Linked DNA regions of Gossypium hirsutum: region 1 is linked to region 2. The links are chromatin contacts, called in public Hi-C maps. All regions are on one chromosome and are shown on one strand. Each heading gives the region's core, a stretch centred on a gene start, on an enhancer-like site or on the middle of the called end of the contact. The rest is flanking DNA. Distances are from core to core; before and after follow the strand shown. Region 1 holds the start of LOC107891965 (heavy metal-associated isoprenylated plant protein 32). Region 2 has its middle 3.3 kb from the start of LOC107890432.

What was found. A called contact is a pair of places that touch in the nucleus more often than the background predicts.
Region 1: a contact with region 2 is called in a Hi-C map of leaf, with 2.6 times the contacts expected there. The contact joins the promoter of LOC107891965 here to the enhancer-like site in region 2. A contact is called at or near these places in 12 of 34 Hi-C or Micro-C datasets (callus, leaf, petal and 1 more).

Annotation. Positions count from the first base shown.
Region 1 is chrD09:28,257,459-28,260,758 of Gossypium_hirsutum_v2.1, reverse strand. LOC107891965 (heavy metal-associated isoprenylated plant protein 32) reads left to right here and starts at 1,546. Exons shown (of 3, transcript XM_016816900.2): 1 at 1,546-2,047; 2 at 2,164-2,239; 3 at 2,328-3,300. The coding sequence starts at 2,018.
Region 2 is chrD09:27,952,617-27,955,753 of Gossypium_hirsutum_v2.1, reverse strand. No RefSeq gene overlaps it. Among protein-coding and RNA genes, the nearest start is that of LOC107890432, 3.3 kb to the right of the region's middle. Within about 2 kb of position 1,598, at least 6 of the 9 cell types and tissues checked have an H3K27ac peak or open chromatin away from gene starts, as enhancers often do.

The DNA of each region.
Region 1 (3,300 bases), core at 297-2,796, 310 kb before region 2:
TATACATACATGCGCATGTTATTTATATATATGTAATTATGTTTTCATATTTTATAATTCTTGTACATACACATATATATATATGTATAGACATACATATTTTCATTATATATATACCTACATAGTTTTTTTTTGTATTTTAAATCTTTTAAAATTCATACATGCGTTTTTAAAACTTTTATAATTTTATTCATTTCTTTATTATTATTATTGTTTTACTTTATGTTTATCTATTTATTTATGTGTCCATTATTATTTTTTTTAAAAAATGTTTTAGTTTTTTTTATTTTGTTTATTTACTTGTTATTGTATATAATTGATTTTTATATATTTATTTTTGTTATCTTCGCTCGTATTATTTTTACTCGCATTATCGTAATTGTTATTCCGTCACATCAATTTTTACCCGAATTCGTAAAAAAGGAAAATTTTGGAAACAAAAGCAATACTCGATACTTGGGATCTTCGAGAGAATTGGGCCCTAACGTGCTGGGTTCTAATTTTCTGTTGAATCTAAATGCTCGAGAATGCTCTCTAATAAAAAACATAAATAAAAACTCATTATCGGGATTTCAATATGTTGTGTCCTAACGCATTGGATATGACACGTGGTTTTCTCGATATGAGGATTTTTCGAAAGTAAAGGCATATTCCGTATTTAGAAAATTCGAGAAAATCATGCCCTAACTTACTGAGATTCGATTTTTCTCGTTGGTTTTAAGTAATCGAATATCCTTTTAAAATTAAAATAAATGAGGTTTAAATAAAAAATAAAAGGAAAGCTTACTCTCAAAAAATACAAGGTGTCGTGTCCTAACTTACTGGATGTGACATCTTGTTAATTCGAGATAAGAAGGCATTTTTCATTTTGACTTATCCAAGTAATTTTTTTTTAAAAAAAATAACGCAATATAAAGAAGGATCTTATTTTTAAATTCTTTTCGAGTTTTTAATTTTCGACATAAAGACATTAAATAATCAACTAAGGTACCAATTTTGGGCGTGTCGAGGGTGCTAATCCTTCCTCGTGCGTAACCGACTCCCGAACCTTTTTCTGAATTTCGTAGACCAAAATCGTTGTTTTCATAAAATTAAATCATTTATTAAAAAACAACCACTTTTTGAGGTGACCCGATCACACCTCATCAAAAAAAGGATTGGTGGCGACTCCCGTTTTCATTCTTTTTTTCAAAATCTAAGTCGACCCCGTTTCCATCCAAAAAATGGTGTGAACATAGATAATTTTCGAATCTCTTCCATCAACTTATTACTCGTTAGAAGTTTTGATATAAAAATTAAATTTTTACAATTCAAAGAGTTTAATTATTTGACGAAAATCCTTTTAATTAAAAAATAAGAAAATAATTAAAATAAACTCGAATCTAAGGAGGATAGGGAAGCGTATGGCAAGGAGTTCATTCACATCTGTGATCTTTGTACACTCCATATATTATTTTGGACCCACCAAAATCCAATCCCCCTCTTACGGTGAAAATTGTGAAATCACCAAAAGCCTCAAATTTTTTTTATTTATTTTCTTGTTCATACAAAGCCAATACCAAAGCCAAAAGCCAAAGCTCAAGCCAAGCCTAAACCCCATTTTACAAAAAAAAAAAACAAAAATCACTCTATCTTCTTTCTGGTAAAATTTCAACATATATAAATATATCAATAAATAAAGATCCAAAAGATAGAGTGAAGCTTTGCTTTGCTTTGCCTGCTGTTGCCGTTGCCATTGCCATTGCCATTGCCATTGCCGGCACTCTCTCTTTCTTGCCTTTTAGCAGAGTCTTTGCTTTGCTTATTAACATATATTCTCTTTCTTCTTCTTCTTCTCCGGCTCTCATTCTTTCTTCTTCTGTTAAACAAACCCATATACTAAGTCTTTTTTGGGATTTGTTGTAAATTTCTATCATTTCTTCTGTTTTTTCTTCAGATCTGTTACCAACCCTTTTTTTTCCTCTTTCATTCTCGTTGTTTTTGTTTGTGTATTTGAGATTAGAAAAGAACAAAAAAAATGAGTAAAGAAGAGTTTATGAAGATCCAAGTATTTTCTCTCTCTTTTTCTCTCTCATTTTTTGTTTCTCTATTTTTTTTTGGTTAAAGATTATACCTTTACTTCGTTTCTACTCAAAAAATCTTTTTTTTTTTGCTTGTTTGCAGACTTGTGTCCTCAAGGTTAACATACACTGTGATGGATGTAAGCACAAAGTGAAGAAAATCTTACAAAAGATTGAAGGTATTTCTTCATTTTTTGGGACATTAATTTGTTTTCATGTTTCAGACTTTAAAGTTGAGTTTTTTGGGTTTTATTTTTGTTTTGTCAGGGGTTTTTAAGACTACCATAGATTCTGAGCAAGGTAAGGTAACAGTGTTGGGAAATGTAGATCCTAATGTTCTAATAAGAAAGCTTGCAAAATCAGGGAAGCATGCAGAGCCTTGGGGTTCTGCAAAAGCTAACAACAATCAAGCTCATCTTGCCAACCAGTTCAAGAACATGCAGATGCTTGATAATGGCAACAAAGGTGGAAACAACAACAACAAGAACAACAACCAAAACAACAACAAGGGTGGTCAGAAAGGGAACAACAACAACAATAACCAGCCGAAAGGTGGTCAGCCGACACCTCAACAGTTGCACCAGCATCTTCAACAGGTTCAACAAATGAAAGGGTTCCAAGATCTGAAGCTGCCTCAGTTGAAGGACATGAAAATGGGTCCTAATCCCAACCAACTCCAAAACAACAAAGCTGTCAAGTTTGCTGAAGAGGAAGATTTCAGTGATGATGATTATGATGATGATGACTTGGATAATGATTGTGATCTTGATGATGATGATTTTGATGATGGCGATGAGTTGGATGATCCTCGTCATCCATTTCACAAGATGAAGGCTATGATGGGGAATAATGCTCCTCCTAAAGGAATGCCCAACAACATGGTGATGTTGAATGGCATGATGAATGGTAATCTTCCTCAGCTTATGAATCCCCAAAAGGGTCCTCAAAATGCTGCTCCTAATGGTGGGGGTAATGGTAAGAAAGGTGGTAACGGTGGGGGTGGTGGTATGCCTGTTGGTGGTGGTAACAATGAGGGTAAAAATGGGAATGGAGGTAAGAAAGGTGGTGGTGCTGGAGGGAATCCTAACGGGGGGAATCCATATCAAGGTGGCGGTGGTAAAAACGGTGGTAAAAATGGCGGTGGTTTACCTCAGGAGCTGCAGAAGAATGGTGGTAACAACGGTGGTGGAAACGGTGGCAAAAAGGGAGCTCCCAACGGTGTTTCCGATGGGTTCCCTAC
Region 2 (3,137 bases), core at 349-2,848:
TTAATAATTAATAATTGAGTTAAATAACTTAATTTAATGATTATATTTATTTTTTATTGAAGTTACAAAAATTGAAAATATTAAAAATTAGTTTAAAAATATAAAAATTTCGTATATGAACAACTAGTACAAGATTTCTATATTTCTCTTAATTATTTTTATTTTCTAGTTACATTAAGAATAAAATTTAATCATTAAAATTAAATTATTTAACTTACTTAATAATTTTAAATTTTATGTTTTTATATAAACATTTTTTTAGATATGTAAATGAGATATATTTGCTTGTATTTAATGTATATTTTGTTTAAAAAAAACTAGAAATTAGGCTATAAGTATAGGAAAAAATTAAAAACACTAATAAATCTAAAAACAAATATTTGTATATAGCAGTACCTATTAAAATTGGTATAACAATCGATACAGTGCTGATAACTTTGGTACTGGTTGTTTATATACAAATATAAAATTATTAATTATTAATTATGTTAAATAATATAATTTGATGATTATATTTTATTTTAATGCAAGCAAAAAAATGATTAGCAAAAAAATTCTTTAAAAATAAAAAAATTTCTATAAAAATTTAAAATTATAATTATGTGAAAATTAATAAAATCGTAGTCTTAAAAAATTAAAAAAATTGAGTTAGGTTAAAATTCAAAAATTATAAAAATATTGAAATAACAAAAAGTTCTTTAAAAATTTCAGAAATTTTGCTATTTTAATTTTTTTAAATTATTAAAAATATTTTTAAAACTATAATTATGTATGTTGATTGAGATTTAGCTCAATTTTACTTCTCGAAAGTGTTTTTGGGCTAATTTTATCTAAAAAGTACTTTTGAAAAGCTTAAAAGTATTTTGTTTAACAATACTTTCATCAATGTTAAATTGGTCTTGAGTTTTAACTTAATTGGTATGACTATTGTTGTCAATGCAGGATGGTGTGAGTTTGAGTATATTGAAGTCCATTATCCTCTTATTTATAGATTAAAAAGAAACTAAAAATAGTGATCAAAATATATAATGAGTAATTATGTAAAAAAATTAAAATTTCATAAAATCTTAGAAAAAGAACCTTCCAAGCCCTTTCACTTTGTAAGAAAATCCTCTCTTTTCCAGCCCATCGCATCAATAAAAATGGTTAAATTTTGTACAGATTTTACTTCAGCCAAAAGAATTATTGATTTATTGTTCGACACTGCATCAAAATATAGTAAATTTCTGAGGTGAAAATAAATTAAAAACAAAAAAAGTTACCATATTCTAATCAATTAAAAGTTCAAGATAAAGAAGATTTAGGTTAACAAATCAATGGAACTTTAAGTTATTAGATAATTAAAAATAGGCAAAAAAAAAAATATCAGCACTTCCCAATAAGTAACTCAAAAATTAACATCGGAATTAAAAAAATAATAATTACCTGAAAGGTCTCAAGCAATGGCGACGACTTGTTGTTTCAGAGGCTCAAGGATGTTGTTTGATTTTTTGCCAGTCTCCATTTTCTTTACATGGATATACATGTACGTTGATGTCACTGTAAAAAAAACAAAAACCATTCTCATTTCATTTGTCCGCTGTGGGTTGAAGTGATAGAGGACAAAGCTTGAACGGTGGTCCTGTTTTCGACCGGAGAGGATGTCGGCATGGTGGTTCAAGTGGCGGAAATGGGGTTGAAAGCAGAAAGGTTGCTTTTTCAGAAAGTTCAAAGGTTTGAAAGGTTGTTTTTAGAATTTTGTGAAATTTTCAATTTTTTACGTAATTATAGTTTTAAAAACATTTTTTATAATTTCAAAAATAAAATAACAAAATTTCAGAGTTTTTAAAAGAATTTTTTGATATTTTTACAATTTTTGAAATTTAACCTACTCAACTTAGGTTAATTTTTTTAAGGATTTTATGATTTTTTTTATTACATAACTATAATTTAAAAAAAATAAAATTTATAGATTTAGAAAATAAATAAATTTCTGAATTTTTAAAGAATTTGTAGATAATTTTAAAATTTTAGATAATTATTTTTCAAAATTATGATTAAAAAATGTTATAAAGATAAAATTAAATATTTCAATTATAGTTCATAAGTTAAGTTAGATATTAACCTTTAAACTAACACGTCACGATATTTTTTTCGGTTAAGATTATAATCGTTATAATTTTAAGGAAAAAATCATCAAAGTATTACAATTCGATAACATTAATGATGAAAATGAAATTTTAACTGAGTTTAGCCATAAATTAGGTTGTGTGGTTTTTTGAGGGGTCATCAGTTAGGTTGTTGATTATGTAATCCTCAATCTAATCTAAAAGAGATTCCTTGAAGCAAATAAACAAAGAGAGTTGTTAGCCGGAACACTTGAGCCGAGCCGAGCCGAGCCGAGCCATTTCATGGAAACGGTGAAAATAATAAAAATAAAAATAAAGGAGAAGATTGGGAGAGAAGGGTGAAGAAAAAAGATAACGGAAGCTTGTAAACGGCGAAATTTGTCGGTTAGCCTGTTAGAAGAGCGCGGGAATCTTTTTCCATTTATTTTTTATTTTTTATTTTTTATTTTTTATTTTTTGTATTATTATTAAGGGAAGTACGGAAGGTGTTTAAAATAAGAAAAAGGTTAAGATGTGGGTCCCACAAAAGAAATCCAGACGCCTCCACGCTTCATTATTACTACTTCCTTCTTATCTCCCTTTTCTAGTGTATGAATTTAAGTTGAATTTTGCTTTTTATTTTAACAAATTTTATATTAAGTTTTGAAATTTCAATTTACATGAATAAATTTTTTAATAAATCCTATAAAATTTTTAAAAATGTATAAATTAATTATATTTTACTCATAATAAAAAATTAAATTTATATTGATGTAAGTGATTTCAACTTACCATTACAAAAATTAAGGGATAAGAAAATAAAGAAAAGGTGAATTCTAGTTAGGGGTGAGCATTCGATTGAATCGAATCGAAAATTTTCGAGTTAATCGAGTTTTCGAATCTCATTTTATCATCCTAACTTTATTTGAAGTTTTCTCGAATCGAGTCGAGTGAGATGGAATTCGAATCGAATCGAATCGAATATATTTGTTCGAGTTAAATTTTAAAAAATAATTTTGGATCCTTGTAACCACTGTCACCCATCATAAT